Regions from separate parts of the Callithrix jacchus genome. Here region 2 is linked to region 1. A link is a contact called in public Hi-C data. All regions are on one chromosome and are shown on one strand. Each heading gives the region's core, a stretch centred on a gene start, on an enhancer-like site or on the middle of the called end of the contact. The rest is flanking DNA. Distances are from core to core; before and after follow the strand shown.

What was found. Hi-C and Micro-C count contacts between places; a contact is called where the count stands out from the background.
Region 2: a Hi-C map of skeletal muscle shows a contact between it and region 1, with 8 times the contacts expected there. The contact joins the promoter of FBXO28 here to the promoter of CNIH4 in region 1. A contact is called at or near these places in 2 of 3 Hi-C or Micro-C datasets (both in skeletal muscle).

What each region holds. Positions count from the first base shown.
Region 1 is chr19:4,649,269-4,652,625 of calJac240_pri, forward strand. It overlaps CNIH4 (cornichon family member 4), which reads right to left and starts at 1,597. Exons shown (of 4, transcript XM_035281445.3): 1 at 1,448-1,597. The coding sequence starts at 1,582. NVL (nuclear VCP like) reads left to right here and starts at 1,797. Exons shown (of 24, transcript XR_013529660.1): 1 at 1,797-1,875.
Region 2 is chr19:4,846,984-4,850,340 of calJac240_pri, forward strand. FBXO28 (F-box protein 28) reads right to left here and starts at 1,821. Exons shown (of 5, transcript XM_002760475.7): 1 at 1,518-1,821. The coding sequence starts at 1,790.

The sequences.
Region 1 (3,357 bases), core at 347-2,846:
TCCAGCCTGGGTAAGAAGAGCGAAACTTCGTCTCAAAAAAAAAAAAAAAAAAAAAAAGAAAAAGAAAAAAAAAAGAAACAAGCCAGTCACAAAAGTCAAATACTGGAAGATTTCACTTATATGAGGAAGTTAGTGTTGTCAAAATCATAAAGACAGATAGTAGAATGGTAGTTGCCAGGGGCTGGGGGGAGGGAGGATTGGGGAGTTATCTTTTAATTGGTATAGAGTTTCAGTTTTACAAGATGGATACAGTTCTGGAGCTAGATGGCAGTGATGGTTACATATCATGAATGTATTTAATATCACTAAACTGCACACTTTAAAATGTTTAAAATGGTAAAATTTTCTTATATTTTACCACAACTAAAAAAAATTAAAATGGCCCAGGGAGGTGGCTCACACCTGTAATTCCAGTACTTTGGGAGGCTGAGGCAGGCAGATCACGACGTCATGAGTTCGAGACTAGCCTGGCCAATATGATGAAACCTGTTTCTACTAAAATTATAAAAAATTATCGGAGTGTGGTGGTGGACACCTGTAGTCCCGTTTACTCGGGAGTGTGAGGCAGAACAGCTCGAACCCAGTAGGCAGAGGTTGCAATGAGCCAAGATCGCACCACTGCACTCCAGCCTGGGTGATGGTGTTAGACTCTGTCTCAAAAAAAATAAATAAAATAAAAATTAAAGAGTATAGCGAAGAAGTAGGAAATGAAGTTGCAGCCAAAGGGACCAATAGTTTGAGTGGGAAATCTAATACTTAATTCAGTGCTTATTTTTGTATTTTTAGTAGAGACGACGTTTCACCATGTTTGCCAGGATGGTCACGAACTCCTGACCTCAAGAGATCCGCCCACCTCGGCCTCCCAAAGTGCTGGGATTACAAGTATGAGCCACCTTACCCAGCTTCACACCCTTAATTCCATTTTCTCTCCTCCGTCTGCCCCTGAATACACTGCGCTTAACCTTGTCATAAGCAAAATAGGACCTGAAATAAGAATACTCAAAACACGATGGAAATGAAGAAAACAGAAACTAGAGCTTGCAACTTAAAAAAAAAAATGCTTGGTAACTATCCCTTTGTGTCTCCCTAACTGCAGGATAAACTCACCTGGAACAAACAGAAACGTTTAATAAAATTCTGGGCCAAGGAGTCTTGCACTGGATATATTCAACAAATTAGCTGCTCGTAACAGCGTAGGTCAAACGAATTCTAAAAGTAACAGATGACTTAGTTATCTGGATAAATCCGTCCTTCCTTTCCTTACTCACCTAGCTCTTTCGTGGGGCCCCAAAAATGTAACTATGTGGGAAAGCAAGCAGAGGCTGGTGGTGTGTTTGTATCCTAATTGTATTACTCCAACTATCTACTGTCGCGGGTTTTGCCAAGACTAGCTTTGTATTGGAATGAAGTGTGGCTGGAAAGCCTGAGGAAAGCAAACCAAGTTTACCAGCGGACGTAGCTGACAGCTTCCCCGCCCGCCGCGCCGGGGTAGGAACCTTCTCCAGCCTGGTTCGCCCGGCGGGGAACCAATAAGGTTGAGCGCGTTCAAAGGGGGCCTAAACGTCCAAGGCCCACTGGGCATGCCTGAAAAATAAGGCCCCTAGAAACTCCCTGATGTGTTCAAGTCTTTTCCCGCTCCTCGGAATTTTTCCCTCTCATTCGCATTACTTTTTTTTCTGATGGAAACGGCGCGGGCTAGGACCCAGGAGGGGCGCATTTCAGGTCCTACTGACCCGGCATTCGCGCCGGGCAACCCCTACGAGGCCCCCGGTTCACTGGGAGCAGGCGATCGGAGCAGTGGCTCGGGAGAGCGACGCGATGAAGCCCAGACGTGCAGGGTTCGTGGATAATAAACTCAAGCAGCGAGTCATCCAGGTGTGTATTCTGCACCGCTCGGCCTCGCCATGGGCCCCGATTGCTGCCCCAGGGTACCACTGCCCTTTTATCTGGCGGCGTCCGCGTGGAACTCAACTAGTTTCCTTGCCCCAGTCTGGGTCTGGGCGTGCGTCTGTTCTTGAGTTGGTGGTGCCGGGGCCTTCCTTACCCACGTGGGTGCGGAGTCACAAGGAGCAGCCAGGGACGGTGGGAGGGTGCAGCTTGGTGGGGCTGCCCAGGTTGTCTCGTCGTCTTCAGCGCTGATCATTCAGGAGAGTGGAGTTAGCCTTTGAATTTTAACCTCTTTGGCTTGTGAAGTTAGTACAGGAATGGTCTTCCAACGCTCTCATTGTAAGAGGTCCTTGAGAAGGGGTGGCATAAGTAATACGAAAAATTTCCGTTCTCAAGGAACTTAAACACTAAAACGTGGTAACATGGGTCTGGCAACTGTAACAGGCACCTTGCCTATGGTTTTCTCATTTTAATGACATCAGTAAAAAGCAGTGTGTGGCAAATACCTTAGAATGTAACCAAGAAGTCTAAGTTAAAAGATAGGAGAGATTTTTGTTCACTTTGTAATTTGTGAGCTACACATTCTACTTTTTTTTTTTTTATTCACCTGCCCCCAAACAATCTTCTTTTCGGACCCATCTTTTTCTACCAACTTGTAAATGTTGGAAGTGCTCTGAGCTACTGTTCTTTTATCTCCTCTTCCTCCTCTTTCCTCATACACCGCCCTTGTCTATCCATACTTCCTATGTGATCTCATTCAGTCTAATAACCTTTGAATAGTATCTACATATTATTGATATATTTATTTCATTTTATTTTTATTTTTCCGAGACACAATCTCGTTCTGTTGCCTAGGCTAGAGTGCAGTGGTTGTTTATGGGCACAATCATAGCTCACTGCACCCTCGATTTCCCAGACTGAAGTGATCCTCCCTCCTCAGCCTCCACAGCAGCTGGGACTACAGGTGTGCACCACCATACCTGGCTAATATATTATTATTATTTGTAGAGATGGGTTTCCAGTACATTACTCGGGCTGATCTTGAACTCCTGGGTTCAAGTAATCAGGCCTGAGCCTTCCAAAGTGCTGGGATTACAGGTGCAAGCCACTGCACTGGCCTCCATATATTTATGACCCCTAAATTTATATCTCCAATCCAGATTTTATCTTGAATTACAGATTAACATATCCAGCTGCCTAGGCAGCGTGCGTATCTCCAAATTAAAATGGCCAAGTGGAACTTGTGATTTTCTTAGTGTTCTGTATCTTGTTAAATGATACTACCATTCATCCAGTTGGTAAGGCCAAAAACCTTAAGGATCATTCTGAGTCTTTCTTTCATTTCCTGTATACCATCCATCAACAGCCTGATTGGCTTTACTTTCAAATTATATTCCAAATACTTCTTACTGTCTTTGCCTCTAACCCTTAGTCCAAACTATCATCTCCACCTTAGACTATTGCAATAGC
Region 2 (3,357 bases), core at 571-3,070, 200 kb after region 1:
TTAAAAGTAAAATGACCAACAAACAAATAAAACTCACAGTTTTTCTTAACACTTAAAAAACAGAACTGTGACTATTCCAAGCTTTACAAAGCCATTGTCTGGTTGGTTGGCTCAATTCAATCAAATGTTATATGCCCAATTTTCCAAATACCGTAAATGTACAGCATGAATTTTGATCAAATGCCATTCTTTTTAACAATCTGAAGGAATATTTAAGATTCTACATGAAATTCTAGGATGAAAATGTTTTGAAAATTAGAGGCAATCAATTGTGAAATATCTATTTTCAGATGAAGAAATTTTCCATCCTGCAGACTGGCATGGTTGAACTGCTGTGCTGACTAGAAAAAAACTGGCCATCAGTTTGAATTAATATTTATAAGCTCTCTTTTAAAAATAAGTTATTATTTCCTTTAAAAATGCACTAATAATCCACTTTAAACTGGAGGTGTAAGCCTACAATATGGCATATAGAGTATTAAGAAAATGTCATACACAGCACATTCAGAAATATGTCTTTGTCCTCTTAAAAACAATCCCGAGCAGATTTAGCTTCTCCACAGTATCGGTTTGCAATCACTTCAAAATGTCCACCTCCTTCAATTTCTTTACCACTTAAAGATAATTTCATTGAAAGGCAGCAAAATATCTGACTGACTGACATTCACCACACCTTCAGTCAAACCTCTGGAGTGAAGTAAAAGCCCAATGGCAAATTCACTCTTTATAAACATCATGGACTGAACTATTGTGATTTTAAGGTATAAAGAAACCTCTCCCACAGCAGGTGGGTGGGCGTAAGTCATTAGTTAGAAAATAAACTGCGAAAGAGAAAGAACTCTTGTCAAGGGGTAAGTTGTTTCATTACGGGTGGGAAGCATTGGGATGAGGCAAAGCGGGGACGGTCATTTGCCAAGGCTCTACTTTAGCGGTCAAATAGGGCGCTGGGGCCAAGACTAAACAACACGTTGGAATTCTTCGGAACCTCGACCTGCTTTGGGGTAACTGAGCCACCCTACTCAATCTTCTCGACAAGGAAACTTGGGTGGTTGGGGTGGGGAACAATACGTTCTCCTTGCAAGACAAACCAAGCCTGGCTGGGATCATCTGCCTCCTTCGGAGTTTTCTACCCTAACCCAGGCCGGGGGCTGGGAGCGGTACACAAAAGGCAGGCGACAGGACCCCTCGGTCCACTCCCAGGCAGGGCGGAAGGGGAAGGACCACCTCCGCTACCCCTCCGCAGAGGCCCGGCTTCCTGGCGGGGGGCAAGGAGCCCCCAAGACGAAGTTCCCCCAGGAAGTCACCCCAGCTCCGCAGCTAAGACGCAATCGGGAACCAGCCCACTCCTGCTGACGGACGCCCAGGGAGAGTTCGGGACGGGAGCGGCGTCCTCCTGGATCTGTAGCCGGCAGGGGCTCGCGGGGGGGGCTCCCTCCCTGGGGACCGTGCTCCCCTCTCCTCCCTCCTCAAGACCTCGGCCCGGGGGAGAGGGAGGCTGGGTTCCGCAGGGGCCTCACCAGACGGAGCTGGCTGATTTCGTCGTAGGACATAAAGCTGAGGATGTTCTCGATGGCTACGATGGGCAGCGCCACAAGCGTGTTGTTTTGAGGCAGCTGGTCTGGAGCCAGCGCCGGCGCTGGGAGCGCCTGGGACCCCGGCTGCGGGTGCTGGGGCGGAGGCGGTGGGGGCTGCCGCTGGGTAGAGCCGGCGGCCAAAGAGGAGCTGCCGTCGCCGTGGCCACCGCCTCCTTCCTCTGCCATCCGCTCCTCCGCCGCCGCCGCCGCCGCCATCTTGGGGGTTTGATTCCTTCCCCCCCACGGCAAGGGGAACAGGGACACTTCCTGTGCGTCACTTCCGCCTCCTGCAGCCGCCGGGAAAGGGGTACCTGGAAGAAAGGGGAGGAGCCTGTGGGATAACAGGCTGGGAGAGACTCACACGGTGCCTTTCAAGTGGAAGTGAGGGAAGGTCATGTAAACCCCGAGAAAGGTGGTCATCCTAGACCCTTTTGTCTAAGATTAGTAACTGCTTGAGAGCAAGGGAACCCTACTTGTTAAAATGAACTTCACTGGGGCAGTCTTCTTAAAGAGCTTCCTGACAGGATGATAAAGATGTTGCCTAATAAATGTAGTGGAAATAATGTAGAGTAGCACCATTTTTTTCAGGAATCATAGAAATGATTGATTTAGGCAAATAAAAAGGGGTGAAATCTCGATAAGAACTACAACATGGATGAACCGTGAGAACATATTAAGTGAAAGAAGTTAGACACAAAGGACCACATAGTGTATGATTCCATTTATATGGGATGTCTCAAATAGGCAAATCCATAGAGACAAAAGTAGATTAGTGGTTGCCAGAGGCTGGGGGGACTGGGGAAAAGGGGGGTGACTGCTGAAGGATGAAGGGTTTCATTTTTGGGTTGACAAAAATGCTCTGTGTTATATGTAAATTTTCAGTGCCACAAAATAAGTAGCACTTGAATATAAATTTCCTCAGCAAGGCATTTTACTTCTATAGAAGGGTGCATCTTACAGATGGAGCAATGGTGAGCACACATCTGGACAAGGGAAGGGAGGGGGTCCTTATTACTGCCTCAGGTAGCCCCTACTGCTGCATCATTCCCCTATTGGCTAGGGTTACACTGCACAGTCTAGCCTAATTCCAACTGGCTATTTTAAAGACAGCAGGGGTATGAGCCAGAGTGGCAGAGTGGGTAGTTTGGTGGGAAGGATGTTTACAGGACAGGGCAGAGCAGGTGACCAGAGGTGACTCAGGTCAAAGCAGGTGACCAGGGCAGGTGACCAGAGCAGGTGATCTGGATGAGTCAGAAGGGAGCAGGGAACTGGGGGAAACAGATATGAACTACTTATTAGAACTGGTGGAAAAGGTTGTTTACTGAAATTACAAGGAAGTTAAACTTTAAAATGGAAAAATTAAAGAATAAGAGAGCTGATCATACTGACATACTGATTCTTTGAAGAGAAACTGGAGTTCACTATATCTAACATCTGGAATTAGTGGTGATGGTTACACAACGGTATGAATATACAAAAACCACTGAATTACTATATACTTTAATGAATTTTATTATGTATGAATTATATTCTAATAACAACTGATTTAGGCAAGAATCATCAAAAGGTACTAAAACTAGGAGGTAAACATGTGATGAGGAACATGATATTTACATAGTCTCAAAATAACTTCCCATAAATTATATGTTATTTACAAAAATGAAAAGAAATAATTTACAAGGCTGAGCATGGTGACTCACGCCTGTATTCCAGCACTTTGGAAGGCTGAAGAGGGAGAATCACTCGAGCCCAGGAGTTGGAGACCAGCCTGGGCAACATGGAG